3 separate regions of the Mus musculus genome follow, and regions 2 and 3 are each linked to region 1. The links are chromatin contacts, called in public ChIA-PET and promoter capture Hi-C maps. All regions are on one chromosome and are shown on one strand. Each heading gives the region's core, a stretch centred on a gene start, on an enhancer-like site or on the middle of the called end of the contact. The rest is flanking DNA. Distances are from core to core; before and after follow the strand shown. Region 1 holds the start of Parp12 (poly (ADP-ribose) polymerase family, member 12). Region 2 overlaps Hipk2 (homeodomain interacting protein kinase 2). Region 3 overlaps Mkrn1 (makorin, ring finger protein, 1).

Region 1 (4,479 bases), core at 1,222-3,721:
CTCTCTCATCTCTGTCCCTCCGCCCCTACAGATCAGAAACCATGAACCTTGACTCCTCTCTCCCAACTCGTGAATGCAACAGAAAAGAACTCACACATGGAGTGAAAGTCTGAGGTCAGCTGTGATAAGAATACAGTGGCACCAAAGGAAAAAGGCACTGCAGAGTCGGGATCCAGGCAAGAACTGAGGAGAGGCCATTGGAAGGTATAAAACAATAAATAAGCCACATCTTCAGGGGTTAGGAAAAAGATGACAAAATGAGATGAGAAGAAGGGAAGCTAAGTTCGTGCTGCCAAAGCCAAGTATACAAATAACTGCAATAATAGCAACATAACCTTAGCGAGCATTTACTATGCAACAGAGATTGCCTCAACAAACCTGTGAAGTAAGTAATCTTATCATCACTGAGGGGCCAGAGTCAGCCAGAACGCTACTTTCCCAGGGTTACTAGGCAGCAAAGAGCAGAGGTGGACTGAAACAACTAACTAGCTCACAGACCACGCTCTTGATAGGCAAGCACACTGCCTCCTGAGCACAGGTCTGGAAGTCAGGGACTGAAGACATCTGTGACTGGGGCCACAGTATTTACCACCCAGCAGCTTCCAAATCAGTAGGTAAGGGTTTAGCCTTCCTTTTAAGTAAAGATCTCAAACCCTCTCTGGCTTTCAGTCCACAGTGGGAACAGAAACAAGAGTCACCATCTCTCCCACAGCCTCTCTTCACGCTGGCACACTCCCCTTTAATTTCCCCAAATCTCTCGCATACACCTCGTTTGGACAAGTTCTAATCTGTATTATTTCCGAATAAATAAGTCCTAAAGACCACATTTCTTAGACCATACCCCTTAGGTAGGGGTAGGAGACAGGTTCAGGTAAATGGGATATTTATCACTTTTAGACCTGACCCACACAAACTTCCCACCAGACTTCCTACCAGGGAGACCTTCAGCCCCCAGAACTTGATACTTAGAACTGTCTCAAAAGTGTTGAGGGTGCAGCTGTACCCAGTCTGGATCCCTGATTGACTACACAGGTCAAGGTTACTAACCCAACGTGACTATTAACCTGACATCATAAAAAGTGATGTCTACTGTTACAGCAAAAGGAAGCAGGGAGGGAAGAAACTAATCCTTCTAGATAACTGGACTAGATTCGAAGCATGAAGTCTCCAACATCCTCTCCTAACCCAGCATCCCCGAATCATTACCCAAGACATCTTCCTAAAACACAAACCTCACAGCTGACATTCAACAGGCCTTATCACCTTTAAGGTGAGGCCCAAATTCTTCAGTATAAACAGATTTCACTAATCACCTTGCAGGTGCAAGCAGAGAGCAGCCCAGACTAATAAGGACATAAAGTGTGTTGTGGAAGAGTTAGAGAAAGCTCAAAAAAGCGAAAAATCTTTCAGCTCCTGCCCGAGGCGCTAAAAAAGCAAACCAGGAAGGGCATTCCAGACAGGGCTCTGCCACCTAAATGAAACAAAGTGGGGGGTGGGGGGTGGGGGTGTAGAAAGGCACCCAGGAAGGTCTGTGGCTAGAGGAGAGCGGAACTCTCTATGGATCTTGAAATTCTGAATTTCGGCTTGTAAACAGACAAACAGAAGTTGAGTGGCACTTCCAAAGCCTCCTTACAGCTGGGACAGCAAGCCTTGCTGCCTGCTCCTCAAAGCAGCCCTGAGGACCAGCTTCCCTCCTGGGGGCCATACTGCCATGCTCAGGTGTCCCTCTTGGCACCACATTCTATCTGTGCTAGTCCACCATACACTGCCAGTCACTAAGTAGGTGATCAATAAACGTTCTTGAGAGTGAAGGACAGGCGAGGCTGAGGAACTGTCACCTAGCGGTCTGCCCCAATCACGGGACGAGGGTGGAGGTCCGAGAGTGGAGGGCCAGGAGCATCCGCCCAAGCCCACCGTTGGCGTCCTTACCCGGTCTTCAGGAACTTGCAGTTGCCGTAGATGAGAAACTTGCAGAGATGCAGCTGCGCGCAGAGCCCGGTGCAGCCCGGCTTGGGGCCCTGATGCGCGCGGCACAGACGCAGCGACGACACGGCCAGCACCAAGCGCTCCGAGGCTGCCGCCGCGGCCTCCCGGCCCGCGCCCACGGCCACGACCGCCCGCGAGGCCACCACGAAGCGCCCGCAGTCCCGCAGCAGCCGCTCCAGCGCGTCGGTCCCCAGGCTGGTTCGCAAGCGGCGCCGCAGCTCCGCCAACTCCAAGGCGCCCCCCGCCGCGCACAGCAGCTGGGTCACCTCTGCCACTGCCACCGCGGCCTGGGCCATGGCCGTCGGACTGAGGCTTAGCACGGACGGCGGCGCCTTTCACGGGCCGGGCCCCACTGTTTCGCTGGAAGGAAACGAAACCGAAAGCGGGCTCCGGCCGGGAAAACAGGAGCCGTGGGGCCTTGCCACGCCCTCGGGCCGCAGCTGAGGAGCCGGCGCCCTTGTCTTAGGGCCGCCAGCTGGGGACCGCGCGGCTCGACGGCGGCCCGCGCTCGCTTGCGCGCGCACTGGGCGACCCGGCGTGCCTCGAGGCGTCGCGCGGCCGGAGATGCGGGGCGCGGGTCCTCACGGGGCCGGACTCCCGCGTCTGAGGGAGTCGTGGCCGCTCCCTTCGAGGCAGCAGCGTCCTGTGAGGCGAGTGGCGCGTTCAGCTAGGCCCGAGGGACGCCGCGGGGGGTTCAGTCAGCAACCTCGATCTCGGAAAAGCCGAGCGAAGTTTCCAGACGGCGCCGGCCGGTTGCGGCCGGTTGGTGCGTCGGCCGGCGCGCTCAGGGGGGCTCAGAAGTCGCCCGAGCCAAAGCGGGCTTTAGCAGGCGGGCCTCGGAAGCGGGGACGACGGACCCGGTCCCACCGCACCCCGGAACAAACGGAAACAGTCGCTCCGAATTGCCAGACACTCCGCTTTTGTAGCGGATCCCGCATTTCCAGAAGGAAAGCGTAGGTACGTCCTTTAAAGGGGGCCGATCCTCCCTCCCTCGCCCCTTCTGAGTAAAGGTGATGCACCTAGTTCGATTCCTCACCGGAAAGAACTCTCCTGTGTGTTACCCTGGGAGTTAAACGTTCTCGGGGTAAGTAAACGGGGGTGTGTGGGGGTATACCTATTAAAATACGACTTTTGGCACCCCCATTCCTTCCTCCAGGAGTCTCCCGGGAATAAAAGCGTTAGTAAGTCATGTTCACAGGAGAGGACGGAGTACTGGAAACAGTAAGACGGTGATTCAGACAACAAGAGTTTAACAAGCATGTTAATTCTCTGGGTTTGACCTAGAAGGACATTAGTATGTTGTGAGAAAAGATTGTAATCAAGTAGTATTCCATGGGGCTGATCGGAGGTTAAGCGGCCGCACTGCTCTGGAAGAGGACCTCGGCCGGGTTCCCAGCACCCACATAGCAGCTCACAACTGCCTGTAACCCTGGTTCCAGGAGGGATCTGACACCCTCTTCTGGACGCTTCAGACACCAGGCACGACAGGTGTGAAGGCGCCTTTAATCCCGGCACTTGGGAGGCAGAGGCAGGCAATCTCTGAGTTCTAGTCCAGTCTGGATTTGAAAGTGTACACAGTAGGATGTTTTTGAGTGAGCATGAAGCAAACCCAACACTTTGGTCACAGTGGAGTGTGGGAGGTACTAGGAAAGTGGAAAAAGGAAAGGTGAAGGCTGAAAATTGGGAGGTGAGTGCTTAGAAAATTAATTTAAAATGAATAAAATTTTATTCTAAGTATAAAATACTACAGAAAAGAGCAACTGAGGGTATAGCCCCTGGGCTCAATCCTTAGGAAGGTGTGTGCTGGGGGGGGGGGGGAGTATTACTACAAAAATGTAATAAAATGGGATTAGAGTAGACCAATTGGCAAACCCTGGAACCCAGTGAGAGATTCTGTCTCAAAATAAGGCGGGAACTGGAGAGATGGCTTAGCAGAGAAAAGTACCTGCTGTCCAAAGCCTGCCAGCCTGAGGTGGATCCCCAAAACCCAGGTAAAAGGGGATGGAGAGAGAAACACCCCACACCCCCAAAATTGTCCTCTGACCTTCACATGTGTGCTGTGGCACACACATACATATACATAAATAAACTTAAAAAAAAAAAGGCGGAAAGCTCCTGAGAAATGACATCCTACCACACACACACCACAAAAAAAAAGACAGCAGGCTGGGCCAGAAACTCAGTGGTAGACTGTATAAACATACAACACATACAACACTAGGCTCAATTTCCCAGCAGCAACCCTTCTCAAAAAAGAAAAAAAAAATGAGTATAAAGACTAGATTTTGGGGGCTCAGCAGTTAAGAGCACTGACTGCTTTTCCAGAGGTCATGAGTTGTGGAGAACTTTCGGGCCACTTGGCAGGACATTGGCCAAGGACAAGGAGATGGGCTTCAGACAGGAATCTGACATTGGGCCATTACAAGGAAGTAAACTCAGGCAGGAATCTAATTTTAGGCTAGAACAGGGAAGTAGGCTTCAGGCATGAATATG
Region 2 (4,479 bases), core at 716-3,215, 370 kb before region 1:
AAGATGTAAACATGAACGAAAGACTGGTGCAAGAGATATTCACTAAGCATCTGCTGCCCCCAAAGGACTATCTTAAAAAATCTCTCTGATTAGATTATTTAGGACACTAAAAACCCTTTGAACATTCATGAAGTGTCAAATAATTACACCCAAGACAGAGAAAATACCTTCTTATATCCTAACATGGCACTAAAAGTTCTTCTTGTTTTCCTTCCTTTTATTCATGGCAGGGAGAGACGTCTCATTGGCTAGCTCACTATACAGCTCTGGCTGGCTGTGTACTCTGTCTCTGAAACTCACAGACATCTGCCTGCCTGTACCTCTTGAGTGCTAGGATTAAAAGTGTGCACCACATGCCTGGTTAAGTTGTAGTTTATAATAATAATAATAATAATAATAATAATAATAATAATAATAATAATAACAATAACAATAACAACAACAACAACACCTCTGTCATTTTTGACCCATCAACAACACATTTGCCTATCTGTCTCTTTTTAAATCTCTAAGAATATGGTCTGGGTCTCATTTATCTTAGATTCCAAGCTAGGTACACTGGCGCTGCTCTTTCAGTAGCTGTTTGAGGCCCCAGGAAAGAAAGATACTTGTCAGGCTAGTGAGGAGGCTCAGCAGTGAAGGTATCTGTATTTATAGCAACCTGAGTTTGATCCCTAGAATCTAGGTAAAGGTGAGAGGAGGGAATTTACACTAAGTTGTCCTCTGACTCCATGTGCATGGTATGGTGTATATATGTGCACACGCAGCACTAATAATAATAGATAAACTTTATTTGAAAAGAACCCACTTCTCTCTTTGGATGCCTGCAATCTGGGGAAATATGTGTACTCTGCTGTGATTTTGTACATACCTTGTTCCTATGATGCTAGACTCCCAGGCTCTGAGTTCATGAAGGCTCACTCAAAACTCAATTCTAAAGTTCTTTTGTGTGTGTGTGTGTGTGTGTGTGTGTGTGTGTGTGTGTTTAGCTTCCCTGTCAGTAGCTGCAGAAGTGCCCACTCTTTCCTGAGGCATATTTGACCAGGTCACTCCACACTGGGCTTTGGCTTCAGCTGCACTTGGTCTCTTATTCAAATGTTTAGCCATTCAGTGTCACTATGTGCCAGGCACTATGCTGGGGCTCAGGAGCAAACAATAAAGCAAAGCCTGGGGGCCCTTGGAGGTCACTATCTAGTTAGAGGCAGCTTCATGCAGACAGCGCAGGTATACTACATGGAACGTGTACATATTACATGAAGAAGGGCAAGCTGGGCGAGGAAAGACAAGAGCTGAGAGGTCTGAGCTAACCTTGTACCTGGCAAGGCAGGGGTAGCCTCCACGCACAAGGCAGTGAGTACTCCTCCCCCATGTCACTGCTGTAGCACCAGTGCTTAGGCTGTGGACGGTCCCATATACCTTTCTAGAAGGGACAACTGTGCCAACAGCAGCACCCAGCAGCTCCCTCTGGAGGCTGGCGACATCACCTTGGCAACACTGTGACAAGAGACACTCTGCTTTGGCTCTTCCAGATTTAGGAGGCTTGAGGGCACATTCCATGGAGGTTGTTTCTGTCCTCAGAGTTGTGCCAGTACAAGAAGGACCCTGGGTACACGGATCTCTGTTCTGCAGATCACTCAGCTGACAGCTGCTCTATACTTACACTGCCATGGTGCCACCTCATGCAACCATTTTAAAGACTCTCACTACTATTTTGGGGCATCAAAAATACTTTAAACACATACATGAAGTGTCAGACAAAATTGCACCTAAGAAAGAGAGTGATTATTCCTTTCCAATGTGACCCTCATAAGATACCATACATTCCATTTTCTAGGGGAGGTTAGAAAAACAACTGTCACTTTCAACACATCAGTGACTGAAGCTTTGTTATTAGCTCCACTGCTCTCTTGACAGTGCACATAAGGAATAAGTTATTCTTCGATCAGTCTAGACCACGTGACCCTGCAGAGGCTGGCTTCCAAGAGAGGTGTGAAGACTGCAGCCAGGAGCCCAGTGCACATGGGTCCAATCCTAGTATTTTTTAAGTACTGGCCATATACCTCATTCTAGAAGGAGGGGCCAGAAAGAAGGTTAAATAGAGCATGGCAGGAAGTACCTCACAAAAGTTCTAGGACAATCAAGCAATTCTAAATAACTTACCTATTATCTGACTTAATCTATATGGCAGTAATCAAACAAAAAGAATACCCTTTTTCTGGTGTTCTTTTTTGGTGCTCTGGATCCAACCCATCGTTCCTTCTCCTCATGTGAAAGACACCCTTTTTTCTTCACATTAGAAGTCACAGCCACAGACCTCTCATCTCACTGTAGAAGCAGAGCTCCCTCCTATAACCCGTCTTCTACTTATTTGGTCTAATGCAGATGGCAATAGCATTCACAGAGCTACAAGGCAGGGACTGAAGGCAGCACTTGCCCTGCCCTGCCCTGCCCTGCTCTGCCCTTCGGGTAGTCTTCCTATCAATATGGTAGTTGAGATGCCAGAGTGATACCCTGGGAACAAAACCCAGGGAAGAGGTCTGAGGATCTAATCGAGGAGCTGACCCTGTGTGTACTCACAACATTCATTGTAGCAGAGGTCTGTGCTGCAGGAGCTGGGCACACACCCTGCTCATTCCAGTGTCCTTGGCTAACCACTGGCCCAGAGTCAAGTATCTTGCTCTTGCCCACAGTCTATGACAGAGCAAGGGCAAGGTTCACATGCATTTCTGATGTAAGTGTTCAGCCTGCAGACCATTCAGAGAGCCTGGGGAGAGCTGAGCACGTCTGGGAAAATGCTACTCAATTTCTCCAAGTTTTATTTTACCCTCTATAAAATGTGATTATTAATCTCACTTTTTCCTCTTGTCTGTATAGTAACTTATGAAGATAAATTATGGCCAGTAGAATTATAAAGCAGTTTGAACTCCTTGGAAGCAAGAAACTCTATTAGTCCCTGGTATTTTATAATCACTGATATTATAAGGTGTACTCAAATTGAACTGCAGTGAAGAAGTCTGTTCCCACAAATATATGCAGATTGAAAGTAACCTCGATATGGCTGGGGCAGAAGCAATCAAAATGTAAAATTGTATTTCAGATGGGTTGTTAAATCTTATGTTTCTATTGCAATACTAAGGAGACTTGGCAATGCTGCCATGAGTTCTGAGCCACTGCTGAGACTGGTGGCCTGGAATGGAGGCATGGGACTCCATCAAAGCCACATAGGGCCCAAAAAATAGCAACAGAAATCTGAAGGAGAAGGCAAATCTGAGAGGAACGAGAGCTCATGTAGAAAACAGCCTTCAGGGTAAAGACTAGAGAACACCTTAGGGTACCACTCAGGATGAATATTCTTGGATCACAGGTAAGGCTGCCAGGAGAACTGTCCAGCATCCGTAGAAATGAGTTCAAACTGTGTCCAGGAAGTCACAGGGCGGCCCAACTGGGGATTTAAACAGTGATGCAGGCCTGGGTAGTCTCAGGCCAACCAGGGATTTAGTTTTGAAAAAGATACAACTTCTTCAGCAAACCAGGTAGGGGAGGAACTGATTTGTCTTTGATTAAGGGGATGAGTAGAAGGTAAGAGGAACCCATGGGTGAGGGTCTAAGATCTAAACACTGGCAGATATCCACCTGGACCTCCCGTTATGTGAGTTTATAAGGAGCCATGCCTGGAACCAACTCAACTGCTGGAAACCTTGAACTTTGGCCTCACTCTCCAGCTCTAATGAGCTGAAGAACCATCACAGCAGAGATTGATAGTAGGTTTTGAGTCCAGAAGGGAAGCTGAGGAAACCCTACTTAGCCTTTAGGTAACAGCTTGATACAGCAGACAGAGAAAACACAAAGCAGAGATCTCCATGTAGGATCTGGGGCCACTGCTCAATGCTCATAAAACTGTGATGATGAGGATTAAGACCTTCGAGACCCTCGCTGAAAACTGGTTTTGGCTATCACCAATAAAAATGCTCAAGACATTGAAACAGCCTTGTGTCCATATGGGAAGGTGACTTAATCACAGTTTGGTCTACATGTTGACATCTGTCTCATGCCACACTGGGACAGTCTCCAAAGGACGCTGGCTTTCTTGATCTCACTGGCCATTTCCAGCACAATGTTAGGACCAGAGGGGTAGCTATTTTTATTTGTATTGGCAGTGAGCCTCTTAGCTCTGAATGAGATTTTTTCCAAGTGTGCACTAATACACATGTATTTTCTATGCTAATCCTTGATTCCTAGGGCTACTACACTTCTGCCAAGGACACCATCAAAATCAAACTCTAGTTCTGTTGCTTACATATGGAAGAAAAAGTTGACTCTGGGACACAAACTGAATATAACACAAAGGCAGTAGTATTGGTGGACTGAAGCCAGCTCTCAGATTTCTAAGGTAGATTCTGACATTAGCCTTGCAGTTTGTTTGTATGTACTAGGGTAGGTAAAACAAAGCAAAGAATACAGCTTGGTGGTGGTGGCACA
Region 3 (4,479 bases), core at 833-3,332, 280 kb after region 1:
GAGGTATTTGGTGTGTGAACTTTTGTCTTTTCATGTGTACCCCGTGCATGCTGTTCCTCCCAGTCAACAACCATGAGAAGATTGAGAAGCTGATGAACAGGGTCTGTGTGATGACCAAAGCCTCCACTAGGAAGTGCCCCGGCTCCGCCCAACCCCAAACCTATGGCATGGTCTCACGTGTTTTTTTTTTTGCTGGGGACTGAACTCTGGATTTTTTTATTTTATTTTATTTTTTTCTAGATAGGGTTTCCATGTGTAGCCCTGGCTGTCCTGGAACTCACATCTCTAGGCGAGGCTGGCCTCAAATGCAAGAGAAAAGCCCGTCTCTGTCCCTCAGTGCTGGGATTAGAGGTGTGTAGCCCACCACCCAGCTCGGATAGGTTTTTAAATAAGACTTTACTTGAGTTTGTGTTGTATGCGGGTTTGTATACAAATGCAGTTGTCCAGAGTCCTGGATCCCCTACAAGCTGCAGTTACAGGCAACATGGGACAGACATACAGGCAAAATATTCCCACACATAAATCTGAAAAAAATTTACCTGGGCAACTTGGAAGCTAAAGGATATGACTATGGGTTTGGTTTGACGCCAGTCTGAACTCCACAGTGAGATTTGTCTCAAAAATGTTAACTGGAGGAGCTAGAAAGATGGCTCAGCTGCTCTTCCAGAGTTCAATTCCCAGCAACCACATGGTGGCTTACAACCATCTGTAATGGGATCTGATGCTCTCTAGTGAGCATGAAAACAGAACACTGATGTGCATAAAAAATGTGAATCTGGGCGTGGTGGCGCACGCCTTTAATCCCAGCACTTGGGAGGCAGAGACAGGCGGATTTCTGCGTTCAAGGCCAGTCTGGTCTACAGAATGAGTTCCAGGATAGCCAGGGGAACACAGACACACCCTGTCTCAAAAAAAAAAAAAAAAAAAAAAGTGAATAAATAAATCTTGCAAAAATTACACTTTTAAGCCTGGTGTGGTGCTGAACAGCACTAATCTTAGCATTTAGGAAGGAAGAAGCAGGAGGATCTGAGTTCGAGGCCAGCCTGGTCTTCACAGTGAGTTCCAGGACAGCCAGGGCTACATGGAGAAATCCTGACTCAAACAAACAAAACAAAAAGATTAGTCTTTCAAGTTCCCAATCACCTGTCTTATTTAGGAGCCCGACTGAACCAGGCCTCACTGCAAGCACTTATTACTAGGAGAGAGACTGTGAACTTGTGGATGAAGGCAGCCTGGCCATCTTGAAGAGGCCCACTTCTAGCCAATCTACACATGATTAAGAACGATATGAGCAACTCTGCCATCTGTAGTTCTGAAGCCAGGTCATCACACAAGACCAATTTTTTTTTTTTTTTTAAATCGTTTTATTTGGGAAAAGTGCTTCTTACAAAAGGGCAGCTGCAAAATACAGAGGCCTCTGCAATGATGATGTGTTTTTAAGACTGGGTGAGTTCCGCGGAAGCAAAGCAGAGGACAGATCAGAGCATCTCCCACGTTATTTCAGGAAAGAGAGCAACAAAATGCAAAGGTGAAATTCCCGCCAAGGAATTTTAGCAACTTAACTTTTGCTTGCCTCGTGGGTGGCCGCACCCTCCCTTTTCTTCGGTGGGGAAGGGTTCATTACTTCTGCAAACCGACAGATACCTCTAGTACAACCAGCACCTCAGTTTGGAATCCACCTGTCTTCCTGTCAAAGCTCAGGGATGGAATGAGGCAGATACCCACAAAAACAAGCACAGAACCTCACAACAGGCCCCCTCAAATGAGGACAAAGTTTTTTCCAAAAAGTGCCTGACTGAAAAGGCTAGACTGTAAAACATTCAAAACATCAGTGTGTCCAAGACCCAGCTTGTACTGAGAGGGGGACAAGCAGGTCGTTTAACCTCTACAGCTGATCTCGTTTCTCTAGCATACAGACAGACAGCTACTGCTACGTTAACAACTACTGACATACTGCTTGGTCCTTTAAGATCTACCGACACATGTGGCTGAAACCACTAACCCACATCTGCCCACTAAAGCTAAGAATACTGCACCTATGCACAGATGGGAAGGAAGCTGCTCACATGCTCGCTCGTGCTCGCCCACCAAGTCCATCGACCCTTGGGAGTTAGCTGCCAGCTCTGCGCTGATGGAATGCCACTGCATCCTCCCTGTGTTTTTACATTTTTCTCAGGTTAACCTCAACACATTTGCACCTGGTTCTGGTTACCCAGTAGTCTTTCTTGCGTGCAACTGAACAAGAACCCAAACCCACAGGACAAGCACATGTAGGGGATTACAGGGCAGGGAACAGCTCTAAACCATGAAGGTGCAGATCTCCCAGAAACCTCGGGGAGCCCTCCCACATCTAGCGCAGAGAGCGACTTAGGTCCCTTTTTTCCCAATTGCCCCTATCCTTGGACCCCAAAGCAATCAGTGCTTTTTCCTTTGAACCTCAAAGGGGTCTCAGAATGAGTGTGCAAAGTCCATGAACACAACCTGGCTGAGGACAGATGGCGCAACAAACCTACACTAACTGTCTGACAGTTAAATTCATGTTACAAAAAACTAACTTTAAGATTTATTTTTGTAACTTTTGAAACAGAGAAAACAACACACTCTTGGGGGAGGTGAGGGTAGAGGAACAGGCCCTGGGAAGTGATCACAGCACCTGGAGTTTGAGAGGCCTGCCTAGGAGAGCCACACGCACTGCCACACAGCACAGGGGACAGCTACTGTCTGAGGCTCCGCAGACCAGTGCCCGCGCCACGCAACGCTGCTATAGATCCAAGTCATAAAAGTCCTCCAGCTCATCGTGAAACAAGTCCCACTCGTCCTCAGAGTCTGTCAGCTCGTCGTCCCCACCTGCAGCCAAAAGCATAAGCAACATCTCGCCCAGCTCAAAGGTGACAACCTCCTCTTCGTCGTTGTCAAAGGGGTTGTTCTCTCTCTCCTCAATGAGCTCCCAGAAGTGGCTCCTTCGTTGGGCCTGTAAGAAACAAGGCCATGATAGGGGTGGCACTGTCAAGCAGTGTCTTCTATCCTGTTGCTCATCAGGTAAACCGTGTGGCACAGAGGGAGGGAGGGAGGGAGGGAGTGCATGGCGGACCAGAGGTCTCCCTTAGTCCACCTTGCCAGTGCCTCCCCTTTGGCTATTTGTAGCCAACATGTTAGGCTAGGGCTTTTGAACACTGTTTCTTTCCTACCCCTTCCATCTTCTGAAGTCTGACTCTTTTACTCTAGTCTCCCCCACACCCCCACACCTGAGTGTCATTTTCCCCTACCCCAATATGTGCAGGTCTCAACTGACAGTGTGCGATTTCCCCTCCTTTAAAAAAAGAGTGAGAGTTACCCGGTATCTGCTTGATGTTCCCACTTTCTGTCTCTGTGGCTCCTCTCTACGGCCATCAGGGTACGCATGCTTGTAAAAACAGTTCCCTCCAAATGGGCAGCTCCCACGTCCTTCATCAAAATACCTGCACGCCTTGTTGCTGGAAAGGAAAATATCGCAACCCTTATTCACAGTGGACTTCAGGCCCGTATCGACTAGCATCAGGGGCTTCTCTTTAACAGGGGCAGAGCACAGCCCCCCGCAAATTGTGTTCTTAGAAACACGTGCTCCAAACACTGACTAGAAACGTCTCTGCTTAAATGTGCATGGTTTACCAGCACTAACACCAACTGAAAATCTTTTAGAATAATCACAAAGCACAAGAATTCCTAAGCCTTGACTCTCATGACCTGGAATGAGCTGGAATCCCTGCGCAGGCTTTAGCTAGAGTGGAGACTTCACTGTAAAGATCCCTCGGCATACACCAAGGACTGTGTTTAAGTTAAAGCAGGACACACACTGGGCAAGCAGTTATCCTATGCAGTAAGGAAAGGGTGGGTAGGTAGTAGGAGAGCAAAGGCAGCACCGCACTATCCGAGCGAGCCCGGCTGCTCATACCTCATGGCCTCCTTGTATTTCTGAATGAGTTTCTGCTTCTCTTCTTTCTCCTCCACCCAGTTCTCACTTGGAATGACAAAGTTAGATGTGATCCGGCATTCGGGGCAGGACCTGGGAAACAATGAACAGGCTGCAATGCACATTCCCTCCACTAGGCCCGCTCTTCAAGACACACCCTGGTGTGTCACCTTAACTGACAGGCACATGAACATTAGCAGAAAGGGATTCCAGTCACATCTGAACCTTTCTTTGGAGGAAAGACAAACTCCTTCAGAAATCAACTCAATGGCTAGCCAGTTTTTAAAAAAAGACTTAGGTAAAAAACAAAACAAAACCAAAAGAAGACATTTCACACAGACTCCTTCTTTCGTTTAAATAAATTTATTTCTTGTAACTTTGCTCTGTTTGGATTATGTGGCTTTTGTTCAGTTATGAGAACAGTTTTTAAAGGATGGTAGATTTTGGCTAGCTTAATGGATGGTATAGGAAAGTGGAAAGTGTAAGACACCAAGAAACATACATTCAGAGCTAGATGTTTGTTCAGGAAG

Evidence for each region. Promoter capture Hi-C pulls out the DNA fragments that hold promoters and counts their contacts. ChIA-PET counts read pairs in DNA pulled down with a chosen protein or histone mark.
Region 2: a contact with region 1 is called in a promoter capture Hi-C map of liver, with 2.4 times the contacts expected there. The contact joins the enhancer-like site here to the promoter of Parp12 in region 1. A contact is called at or near these places in 6 of 39 promoter capture datasets (the 3T3-L1 cell line, cranial neural crest, embryonic stem cells and 2 more), 1 of 484 Hi-C or Micro-C datasets (bone marrow-derived macrophages), 5 of 115 datasets of contacts at active chromatin or transcription factors (bone marrow-derived dendritic cells, embryonic basal ganglia, embryonic forebrain and 2 more) and 3 of 9 other capture datasets (embryonic stem cells, liver and pancreatic islet).
Region 3: an RNA polymerase II ChIA-PET map of memory CD8 T cells shows a contact between it and region 1, with 90 read pairs. The contact joins the enhancer-like site here to the promoter of Parp12 in region 1. A contact is called at or near these places in 4 of 39 promoter capture datasets (the 3T3-L1 cell line, macrophages, neural stem cells and 1 more), 4 of 115 datasets of contacts at active chromatin or transcription factors (bone marrow-derived macrophages, cardiomyocytes, memory CD8 T cells and 1 more) and 2 of 9 other capture datasets (adipose tissue and liver).

What each region holds. Positions count from the first base shown.
Region 1 is chr6:39,115,878-39,120,356 of GRCm38.p6, forward strand. Parp12 (poly (ADP-ribose) polymerase family, member 12) reads right to left here and starts at 2,472. Exons shown (of 12, transcript NM_172893.3): 1 at 1,930-2,472. The coding sequence starts at 2,282. 4930599N23Rik (RIKEN cDNA 4930599N23 gene) reads left to right here and starts at 2,596. Exons shown (of 4, transcript NR_045813.1): 1 at 2,596-2,943.
Region 2 is chr6:38,751,261-38,755,739 of GRCm38.p6, forward strand. All of the region lies in intron 2 of Hipk2 (homeodomain interacting protein kinase 2), which reads right to left. The region is part of intron 2 of 4930502C15Rik (a long non-coding RNA gene); the gene reads left to right. Among named protein-coding and RNA genes, the nearest start is that of 4930502C15Rik, 16 kb to the left of the region's middle. Within about 2 kb of position 1,966, at least 70 of the 459 cell types and tissues checked have an H3K27ac peak or open chromatin away from gene starts, as enhancers often do. A contact at or near this core is called in liver and pancreatic cancer cells, where this site is marked.
Region 3 is chr6:39,396,464-39,400,942 of GRCm38.p6, forward strand. Mkrn1 (makorin, ring finger protein, 1) reads right to left here. Exons shown (of 8, transcript NM_018810.2): 6 at 3,932-4,042; 7 at 3,335-3,473; 8 at 1,358-2,971. The coding sequence ends at 2,762. Among named protein-coding and RNA genes, the nearest start is that of Rab19, 17 kb to the left of the region's middle. Within about 2 kb of position 2,083, at least 15 of the 459 cell types and tissues checked have an H3K27ac peak or open chromatin away from gene starts, as enhancers often do. A contact at or near this core is called in memory CD8 T cells, where this site is marked.